Linked DNA regions of Capsicum annuum: region 2 is linked to region 1. A link is a contact called in public Hi-C data. All regions are on one chromosome and are shown on one strand. The core of a region is the stretch at or near the end of the contact, and the rest is flanking DNA. Distances in the headings are between cores, read along the strand shown.

Evidence for each region. A called contact is a pair of places that touch in the nucleus more often than the background predicts.
Region 2: a contact with region 1 is called in a Hi-C map of leaf, with 2.6 times the contacts expected there. The contact joins the promoter of LOC107848342 here to the promoter of LOC107847800 in region 1. A contact is called at or near these places in 2 of 5 Hi-C or Micro-C datasets (leaf and placenta).

Annotation. Positions count from the first base shown.
Region 1 is chr11:106,945,158-106,950,889 of UCD10Xv1.1, reverse strand. It overlaps LOC107847800 (myosin-10), which reads left to right and starts at 3,054. Exons shown (of 5, transcript XM_016692296.2): 1 at 3,054-4,758; 2 at 4,844-4,920; 3 at 5,121-5,232; 4 at 5,394-5,510. The coding sequence starts at 3,370.
Region 2 is chr11:107,075,984-107,081,715 of UCD10Xv1.1, reverse strand. LOC107848342 reads right to left here and starts at 3,512. Exons shown (of 3, transcript XR_007046762.1): 1 at 3,298-3,512.

The sequences.
Region 1 (5,732 bases), core at 1,805-4,304:
AACGCTTGTAAAGCAAGCTCATAGAGTGTGGATGTGGCCTAGCTGCTTTACTTGTTCCTTTACTTGGACTTGATTCGATTTCTTTTCTTTTGGGAGCCATATAATCTAAAAATAATAGAAACATAAAATAGATTATAATTGATTAATGCATTGTTAAAAAAGGATAACAGTATATCTGACATGTACAATAGTAAAATAATAATTCCAACATATCACAGATTTGTTGCACCAGGTAAGTTATCTATTGCAATATATAACTAACCTGTTGCAATGGATAAGTAATTTGTTGCAACAATAAAAATAGATCACTCATCTGTTGAAACAGATGACTGGTCAGTTGCACTAGGTATTTACTTGTTGCAACATATAACCAACCTATTGCAATGGATGAGTAATCCATTGAAAAAAAAAAAAACTCACTCATCTGTTGAAACAGATCACTCTTCTGTTGCACCAAGTAGGATTCTGTTATAACATATAACCAACCTGTTGCAACGAATGAGTAATTCATTGAAAACAGTAAAAACAGATCACTCATCTGTTGTACCAGGTAGGTTATTTGTTGCAACACATAACTAACCTGTTGCAACAGATGAGAAATCTATTGAAAACAATAAAAATAGATCACTCATCTGTTGAAACAGATCACTCATCTATTGCTAAATGAGTTATCCGTTGGAACTGTTATCAACTGTCAATATTATTTTTGATTTCTTCTAAACAAAATAGTCATTTGACGCAACAGATGAATGACCGGTTAGAGTGTTCATCTGTTGCATCAGATTTTCATTGTTGCATCAGATTTTAATTTGTTGCATCAGATTTCCATCTATGCATCAGATTTTTATTTGTTGCATCAGATGATTCATCTATTACATCAGATGGTTTATCTGTTGCATCAGATAATTCATCTATTGCAGAAAAAAAGTACTAGGATTTTGTTCAATAAAACAACAACACTATCACCATTTAATATCAAATACACCATTTTTATCAAGAAAACAACAAATTAACCCAACAATACCAACACAAAACACACACTAAAAACATCAACGGTGACAAAAAATTACGAACATTGTTATTTTACATTTGTACAAACACAAATAACAAAAATTAAACTTAAAAAAACTCAACAGACATTAACAAATTGAATCAACAGTTCGACAACAAGAACTACAATAACAATAAAAAATTATATTTCACACCGAAAAGAATAGAGAAGAAATGCCAGAAATTAGAATTTTCTTCAGTCCACATTTCAAATTTAAGCAAGAAATATTGAAATTGTTAACAATACTAAAAGAGAAGTTGGTTTAAGTTCCTCTTTTTCTTCGTAACTAAAAAAGCATATTTTCTTACTTGTGAAAGAAGAAATGGGACGACGAAGAACTCAAAGTTGTTGTCGTCGGAGAACATTGTTGTCAGGTCGATTGGCGGTTGAAAGTCGAAAAGGAACTCGCCCAAATATTTTTCGCCGGAGGTTGAAGCCGCCGGGGATTGAAGGAAGAAATTTTACAGAACTATTGGTTGGGGGAGAGAGAGGAGAGAGATGGTTGATGATTTGAAGAGGAGAGAAGTGTGGGTTGATTTGTATTTTTGAAAGTGAGTTGATTTGTAGTTTTAAAAAGATTAAAAAGTTTTGAAAATATTAATCAAGTCAATAATTGACTTAATCAATTTTCCTAATTATGTTTGACCCTTTAAATTGGTCAATGTCATCAATCCTTACAGAAATGACACCTTTCCTTCAATTTTCTCCTTTTCCTTTTCCTTGTCACTTATTTTTAAAATAAATTTTTATTTTTACTTATCACTTTGGACTAATCAAGAAAAGGTTCAAAAAAATCTATTTTAACTTTAGTATTAATTATTTATCCTTCAAATTATTTTTAAAATCTTATACTTTAAATATTAATTAAAAAATAATATAATAAAATATATTCAAAGAATGTGTCAATCAAAATTCCATAAATATAAAAAAAGGAAGCTTCATTTGTTTAGTATTTTCCCTTTTTCGATCATAAAAGCCAAAAAAAGATAAATCAACGAGTAAACATCACAACACGTATACCACCAATTCTCCTCGGCTACCTCTTGGAGTCCTGCTCCCTTACTGTTTGTCGGTTATTTGGAACCAACGTAATAAACACCTTTTTAATGGACATGGGACTAAACCATCACCACTCTTAGCCATTAATATGGCTGCGGAATTTTGGTATTTAGCAAGAAACTTACACAATACCAGTATTCCCATCACTGTTAATGCCAAATGGAACCCTCCAAATATTAACAATCTCATGCTGTACACTGATGCTGCTATATCTTCGGAGCATAGTATTGGCGGGTTAGGGGGGTTTTCCGTAACCGCAGAGGTGATTGGATAATGGGTTTTACTGCTTTTACAACTATTCAGGACATAACTCACCTTGAACTTTTAGCATTTTTTGCAGGTTTACAGCTAGCTGTTAAACATAATTTCAAATCTCTTGAAATAAATGTGGATGCTACGCAAGTGGTAACAATGTTAATAAGTGCTAATTATTTTATTGACAGTTTTTCGCTTCTGGATGACTGTAGGTATCTGCTCCTACACATGGGTAATCTGGTGGTAAGCTTGGTCTACAGGGAACAAAACAGGCTAGCTGATGGCCTGGGAAAAAAAAGTCATCTCTATTGCACTACCATCCAGTTTATTTCATAGTTCTTCAGTTATGGATACTGTATCCACTTTTTGGTCACCTCCTCAAGATTTGAAGAAGTTTTTGCGGGCTGATATGCGAGGAATTTTTGCTACTAGGTGTGTCAAATCTGCAGCAGCTTTACTGCCTAGCGTCTCTATTAATACTCCTACTAGTTCTATGAATGGTTTGTAAATATTGCACTATGTGCAGATACTACGATGACTATACTACCAACTACCTCCATGTAGTTTTTGTTATGATGCTATTATAATACTAAGTATCGTAATTACCAAAAAAAAAACATCACAACACGTACCCCTCAATTTTCCTCCAGATTTAGGGGAAACATAAAACTGAATTGAAAACCGAAATCTAGGGAAAGAAAAAAATTACAGTAAACAAATACTAATAATTAAAAATAATTATATAAAAAAAAAAAAAAAACGTAAAGAACGTAAAGAACATGAAGTAGTTGGTAGCGAAATTGAACCCTCCAAATTTTATTCTTTTTCCTTTCCTGCATTTTGATTTCTTCGATTATTCCTCCATACAATAAAACAAAAGAAAAAATAGATCCTTCCGACATAGTCTCCGGCAATCACCATATCTTCCTAATCACTTTCCATTCATACTTAGTCGACTTACTTCTAGGGTTTCAATTATTCATTGATGCTGAAACGTTTTTCCGATGTCGAACATCGGTGAAGAAGACAATGACGCCGTATTAAGCGACGTAGAGGCCGATGATCCGATACCTATTGATATAACAAATGAAGATGTTTCAATTGACAAGTTCCGTGAAATGCTGGTTGAGCTCGATCGAGAACGCCAGGCTCGATTAGCCGCCGAGGATTCTAAATCACAGCTACAAGTTTCCTTCAATAGATTGCGAGTACTCGCTCATGACGCTATCAAAAAGCGCGACGAGCATTCGAGACAACGCGATGAAGCTTTGCGGGAGAAAGAAGAAGTTTCAATAACAGTTGGGAAGATAAAGGAGGAACTGGAAGAAGAAATTAAGCAGAAAGATGAATTGTCGAAGCAGTTGGAAGAAGTGAAGAAAGCGAAAGATTCGATGAGAAGTGAGATGGAAACTGCTGGTTCAATGTTAGTTAGTGGAATTGATAAGATATCTGGTAAAGTAAGTCAATTTAAGAATTTTGTAGCTGGTGGATTACCGAGGTCACAGAAATATACAGGGTTTCCAGCAGTGGCGTATGGCGTGATTAAAAGGACGAATGATATTGTAGAGGAATTGTTGGGACAGATTGAATTGGCAGCAAAGTCGAGAAATGAGGCGAGAGAACAAATGGATCATAGGAATTATGAAATTGCAATTGAAGTTTCGCAGTTAGAGTCAACGATTAGTGGTTTGAGAGAGGAGGTTGCGAAGAAGGATAATGTTGTTGAGAGTTTAGAGAAAGCTGTAGGTGAAAAAGATGAGAAATTGTTTGAATTGGAACGAGAGGTGTGTGGGAAGCAAAAGGCTTTGGAGAGTGAAGTGGTTGAATTGAGAGATTTGGTGAAGGAATATGAAGGTAAGTCGAGCAGTTTAGAATCAAGGATGGAAATGCAAAGATCATTACTTGCTGAGCAATTGAAACATGTTACGGAAATACACAAACAGATTCATAGTGCTGTTAAGGTTGTTGATGCGCGGAAGGCATCTGAGTTGTCGGAATCCTTGTTTCTTGCTCAAGAGATGGATATGGACGAGAATATAAGGGCAGTTTTAGCGGGATTGGAATCTATATATGAAATGAGTGAATTTGTTGTCCAGAAAACAAGGGATTTGCTAGAAGAAAGAAGTCATGAAGTGAAAAGCCTAAACGAGTCAGTTTCACAATTAGTAAAAGAAAAAGAACAGATTGGGTCTTTACTGAGAAGTGCTCTTTCAAAGAGAATTTCAGTGGATTTGTCATCCAAAACAAATGAATTGTTTAAGATAGCGGAAAATGGATTGAGAGAAGCTGGGATAAATTACAAGTTCAACAATCACGTTGGTGATGGTAAGAACCCTGCTTCTGATAATAAAATGCATGCCGAAGATACAGAAGAGGATGAAGTATATGCTTTGGTAAGTCCTTTTTAAATACAAATTTGCATTCACAGTTTCTTGTTATTTTATTAATTCATTGATGTTCTTGATGTTCTTGATGTAGGCTGGTGCATTAGAGAATATAATTAAGCAGTCTCAGGTTGAGATCATTGACCTTAAACATACTGTTGAAGAGCTAAGGTACCCCCTGTCAAGCTTATGTTGGGTTAACCTTTTGTCTGAGATGCATTTCTTTACTATGTTATGATACTCTATTTGAAAAAACAGATTAACGCATTGGCCCTTTATCTTTTTTCCCTCTCTAGAAACGCTCGAGTAGGGACATATTCTATTCTTACCCTGAGTTGGTTGTTTTGTCATTTTGCTTTACTGAATCAAAGGGCAGAGTCAAGTTTACTGAAGGAACATGTGGAAACTCAAGCAAAGGAACTCAGTCAATGGAAGCAACGTGTGGAGGAACTTGAAGAAAAGGAGAGGGTGGCAAATGAAAATGTAAGCCACTGTCTTATCTCAATATAGTATCTCATCATACTAGTATTTAGTTCATAGAGTTTAATGTCCTTTGTGGAGGTTCGCTTACGAGAATTATGGATATCTGATATGCATGTTTTCTTGTCATATTATGAAGTCTTATACCAACTGGTTCATTGTAGGTTGAAGGGCTTATGCTGGATATCACTACTGCTGAAGAAGAAATTACACGGTGGAAAGTGGCTGCACAGCAAGAAGCTGCTGCAGGCAAAGCTGTTGAGCGAGAATGTGCAGCACAGGTAATGGATGCTTAATCTTAATGTAGTTTAATTAATGATACTGAAAATCATATATGCATTTTTAACAAGTAGAATCTGATATATTCAGGGCGGAGCTAGGTTATAAGTTACGGGTTCACTGAACTCATTAGCTTTTTCTCAGACCTTGTATATATGTATTAGGAAATTCAATTTTGCTTGGACTCTCCATTGACCTTGTAAAAATGTTTTTGCACCCGTGTC
Region 2 (5,732 bases), core at 2,263-4,762, 130 kb before region 1:
ATCAGCAGTTATTAATTACAGAAGAAATTGTCAAAATCAAAGAGAATCTATTTGAAGAGTTCCTAACTCCTAAAAATAGGGTCTCCATGGAAAGAGATAAAGCTGAATATGCCAAATATCTTCATTTGGAAGAGAGTTATTGGCAACAAAAGGCAGGGTATGATTGGTTTAAAAGTGGTGATAGAAATACCAAATTCTTTCATAATTTAGTCAAAGAAAGAAGGAATAAATTGAATATAAGCAGAATTTTAGATACACATGGTAGTTGGTTGGAAGATGATAAACAGATCGCAGATGTTGTCATTGATTTTTATCAAAAACAATTTACTCAAGAAAGAGAAGGTAATATTTTTTCTTTGTGAATTACATCCCTGAATTAACTTCTGTTGAGGATAACATAGCTATTAAAACTATTCATATGGAAGAAGAAGTGAGACAGGCAATTTTTAGCCTAAATGGTGATAGTACTTGCGGCCCGGATGGTCTTCTGGGTTTTTTAATCAATCATGCTGTGATATTATTGGGTCTGACATTTGTAGGATGGTAATGGAGTTTTTTAGCAGGGAACACTCTTCCTAAATCTATTACTCATACTAATTTATTCCTCATTCCTAAGAAATAAAATGTACAATTTGTATCAGATTTAAGGCCTATTAGTCTAAGTAATTTTGTGAACAAGATTCTTTCAAGAATTGTTCATGATAGGCTTGACAGAATACTTCCTAGACTGATTTATCCTAATTAATCCAATTTCGTAAAGGGAAGAAGCACAATTGAAAATGTAATTTTGACTCGAAAATTAATTATAGACATTGGTAAGAGGGGGAAACGTGCTATTGTGGAATTAAAATTAGATATGTCTAAAGCATATGACAGAGTTTCCGAATTTTTCTTAATGAGGGTGCTGAGGAAAATGGGCTTTTATAATAGGGTGGTAGATATAATTTGGAGATTAATCTCTAATAATTACTATTTTGTCTTGTTAAATAGGCAGCCTGCAGGTTTTTTCCACTCCATTAGAGGAGTAAAACAAGGGGACCTATTATCTCCTGCTCTTTTTATACTATCTATTGAGGTGTTGACAAAGGCTCTTAATAATTTATTTCAGGACCCTTGTTATGTTGGATATGGAATACCTACATGGATCTTTAATCTTAATCATCCAGCATATGCAGATAACACCATCATTTTTGCTTCATCTAATAAGTACTTTATGAGAGAATTATGCGGATTTTGCATGAGTATCAGCAAAAATCAGGGCAATAGGTGAACAAAGACAAAAGTTTCTTTTACATACATCGAAATACTGATAGTAACATGGTGCCGCGGGTGGAGTAAAGTAAAGGAATGGCTAAGGAATCTTTTTCTTTGAAATACCTTGGTTTTCCCATTTCCCAAAAGAAGAGTAAAGAGCACTATGCAGATCTACTAGATAGTTAGAGGAAATTTAAAAGCATGAAAAGGTAGAATGCTCTCATATGGAGGGAAGTAAGTTATTTTGATAAGCTATTGCAAAGTATACCATATATGTCCTATCTACAATTGTTCCTCCAAAGTGTGTCATTCAAGCGTTGCATGGGATATTCGCAAAGTTTATTTGAAGTAATAAGGAGAATGGTAGGAGCAAGCATTGGTGTGCATGGGATAAGGTTTGTTTACAAAAGAAGGCAGGGGGCTAGGTTTGAGAGCCTTGAATGATGTCTCTAAGGCTATGTACGCTAAATTATGGTAGAGATTTAGAAGGCAAAGTAACTTGTGGACTAATTTCTTGTGGAACAAATACTACAAGAAACAAATACCAACTTTAGTTCAATGGAAAGGTAGTTCACAAAAGTGAAAAGCATTGTTGGAAAACAGGGAGAAAATTTAAAATTTAATATGATGGGAGCCTAAAAGTGGTACATCTACAATCTGGTTTGACAACTAGACAAACACAGGACCTTTGCTTATGAAGCCTTCTAATGTGCAGACATGTTATCCCCTAAAGGATGTTGGTGATTTCTTAAATAAAAAAGGATAGAATTTTGAGAAAATGCAAGAATCAGTCCCAGATGAAGTGGTTAATCATATCAGAAATAACATGAATATGGTGCAATTTGAAAATAAAAGTGACAGACCTTAGTGGACCAAAACCAGTAGTGGGAAATTCACTATCAAGAGTGTTTGGTATCTAGGTATTTATTTTAAACTTTCTTTTCTTACTTTGAGGGTCTGGTTAGGAAAGGTACCAGTAGTAGTTGTTGTGCATCAGTGGGAACCTAACACTTCTCACTAATATGTATGTATTAATCATCTTTTTCTAAAAGGGGACATTGCAGAGAAAATATGGCAGCATTACTGTGAAGCAGCAGGAATAATTGACCTAAGGTTAAATTTAAAGCAATGTGTCAGATTGTGGTGGGAGAAAAATGGTAATTCTAGAGTTAAAGTTGCATATAAGGTGATTCCTATAGTTATCATATGGTTTTGATGGAAAAGAATAAATAATAAGATGCATGGTGGGTCTTACAGTTGGAGAAAATAATTTTAGGACATCAACGACACAATTGTAAAGCTTATGAAAGTCAAATTTAAAGTGGAGGTTGCAGGTAAGGATTGGCCTTATATGGTGCATTTTTTACATGGATATAGACCTACTTACTTGACAAGAGTAGTTAGGTGGTGTCCACCCCCTCAAAACTGGTTTAAGACTAATATTGATGGGGCTTCTAGGGAAACCCAGGCCCCAGTTCAGCTGCTTTTTATTTTGAGGGATGCATGAGGTAACTCAGTTATGGCTAAGGGTTTGAAAATCCCTGATACAAGTCTGGTAGCTGAAGCAACAACAATAAAGTAATGTCTGACTTATTGCAGAAGCCAATCTATTCAACAGCTAATTGTGGAAACTGACTCATGGAGTATGTGTCAAATTATTCAGGGAAATTGGGAGATACCAGGGTGTGTAACAATTGAGGTCAACATCATCAAGGATTTGATTGAAAAAAATGATAGTAAGAGTATCACATTCCCTTCGGAAAGGTAATACTCTTGTTGATTTTTTAACTAACTTAGTTTTTTATTTTGCAGGGAATTACTTATTTAATAATGTCACAGAAATACCAGCAAAAGGAAGGAGTATAATTGAATTGGATAAAAAAAGGCACACCATATATTCAGATAAGCATTCAGCACAACTATAGCAAGATTAAAGGGTTTCTACATAACTTGAACAGATAATGAAACACAAGCAATGGGGAGCAGATAAGTCAAATACATATATATACCAAGTTGAAAACGTTTTTCTTTGGATAGAAGTACCTCACCTGGTGAGAGATTCAAGATGTCGACTGGTATGAATATCCACACTTTGGTATGAGCAAGTTGAGATTTATCTGCATTTTAAGTTTATTTTGAAAATTTTATTTCAAGTTGTCAAGACCCATTTTTGTTTGGACCAGGCCTTTTCTGGTTTGGTTGTACATTTTTTTGGTTTAATAAATGGGCTTGTTCCCGCCTTTAATCTACAAAACATCATTTATGTTGGTTTTTTTTTTACGGCATTTTTTAAAAAAATGTTTCTTTTTCTGCCCTATTTTTTTATATAAAAAAAACTAGTTGTTTTTTTAAAACTTTTCCGCTCCAATTTTTTTTAAAAGAATATTAGTGCTATTTTTTCACTATGTTATTCCTCTTTATTTATTAAAATAATTAAAATTTGTTGCTCTTTTTTTTATTAACTACTTTTTGCTCTTAATTATTTCATATCTTTTATGAAAAAAAGAAAAGAAACAACTATGTTATTTTATTATTTTGTATTTATACTTTTATTTATTAGGTTGAAACGTATATATATATATATATATATATATATATATATATATTACTACATAATTAATTTACATAATATTGATATATATCGATACACTTTAATATACCATTTACATGATTTTGATACATATTTATACACTATTTATATAATATCGATACACGTTTATACATCATTTATACTTATTGATACATTACATAACTATTTATAAAATATTGATACATGTTTATACAGATATATACAATATCAATACATTATATATACACTAAATAACTATTTATCTATCGCATTCAATGCATATACAAGTTCGAAAAGTTATCTACGAATTTCTCTTGTGAATAATTAAATTAATAGTTATCAAAAAATTATCATTTAGCCATAAACAAATAAAATAATAAATATTTAAAAAATAAAATTAATAAATGAAAAGGAAAGAGGCCCTGAAAAAAATCAGAAGGGAAATAGAGAGTGTCTGAAAAAATCAGAAAGGAAATATAGAGTGGGCTAGATATATTTTAGGCTAAATATCTCTTGGATCGGTTAGAATGTTAGTTTGGTTTGGGCCTTCGGTGCCAGAGGAACAAGTTGTTTATTTTTTATGTAAATAAAAATAGAGAAAATTATCTCATATACCATTATTAGATTCAAAATTACAAATTCTAGCATCACTTTTAGATAATTGCAATAATAGCTTTTTCATTGTAAGTTATAGTAACTTTTTAAAATATATATTATTTTTATTGATTTCCAAAATTTGTTTTTTAATTATATAATTTAAAATTAGTCCCATATTTATAGGGTTGTAATCAATCTTCCCCTTAAATAGTATATTGATAATTATGATAAAAAATATTATATTTTAATTCAAACTTTGCACACTTTTATCAAACAACTTTATTAAAAGAAAAAGTGTATTATGATGTAAAAAAATATTTCATTATCCAAAAAATTTTCTGAAGTACTTTTCTCTTTCTCCATTCACATACTCAACCAACAAAACTTTATTGAAACTCTTTTCTCCATTAACGTACTCAAGCTTTTTGTTGAAAAATAAATTGGGTATTTATCTTCTTTGAGTAAAAACTCAAATTTGATCTATTTAGGATTTTTCATTCTCCGTTGTGATATATATTCATAAATCATGTCTAAATTCGAATTTAATTCGCGTAGAAGTTCTAGAATGATCGAGAATAATAGCCTCATTCATCTTTCTAGACCTTCATTTTGATTTAGGTTGTTTCAATTCGTCTCCTCTATATAAGTGTAAAAAAAAGATTGTTGAAAGTGGGTCTTACATCAATAAGCAAACTTTGAAGTTTTGTTTGTTCATGAACCATTGAAGACGCTCAATTTGAACATGCATATTGAAAAAATCTCAACAAAAAGGTTTTTTTCCTCAAGATAAGAGGAATCATAAGAGAAAGAATGTTAGTGAACAAGTGTCGGACTCCGATTTTGAGGATGAGATTCAATTACTCAAATTCAAAAAATTCAAGTGTGGAGGAGAAGCACCTTCTTGAGTAACAAGGGTGAGGGCTAAAGTAAAAAATGCCAAGGATGTATCCAACAAGAAATCTCGAAAAGTTAAGGTATTTTTTTTATTTTGTAAAAGTTCTTAGTTATTTTTTAACATTTGTATGATTGATTTATAAAAACTATATGATTTTTGATATTTCAACTCAAATTGCTGAAATTTTTCACAAAAATCATATGATTTTTTATAATGTTTTTACAGATTCTTTAAAATATCAATGCATGTACAATTTTTGTGTTATAATAATAGTTATTATTTTTTCTGTAAAAAAAATTTGATTTTTGATTTTTTGTTCAAAGTTTGTATAAATTATTTATACAAATTGTTTGTTTTCTTGATTGAGTGTGTTTACAAAAGAATGTAAGATTTTCATGTTACAGTATGTAATAATTT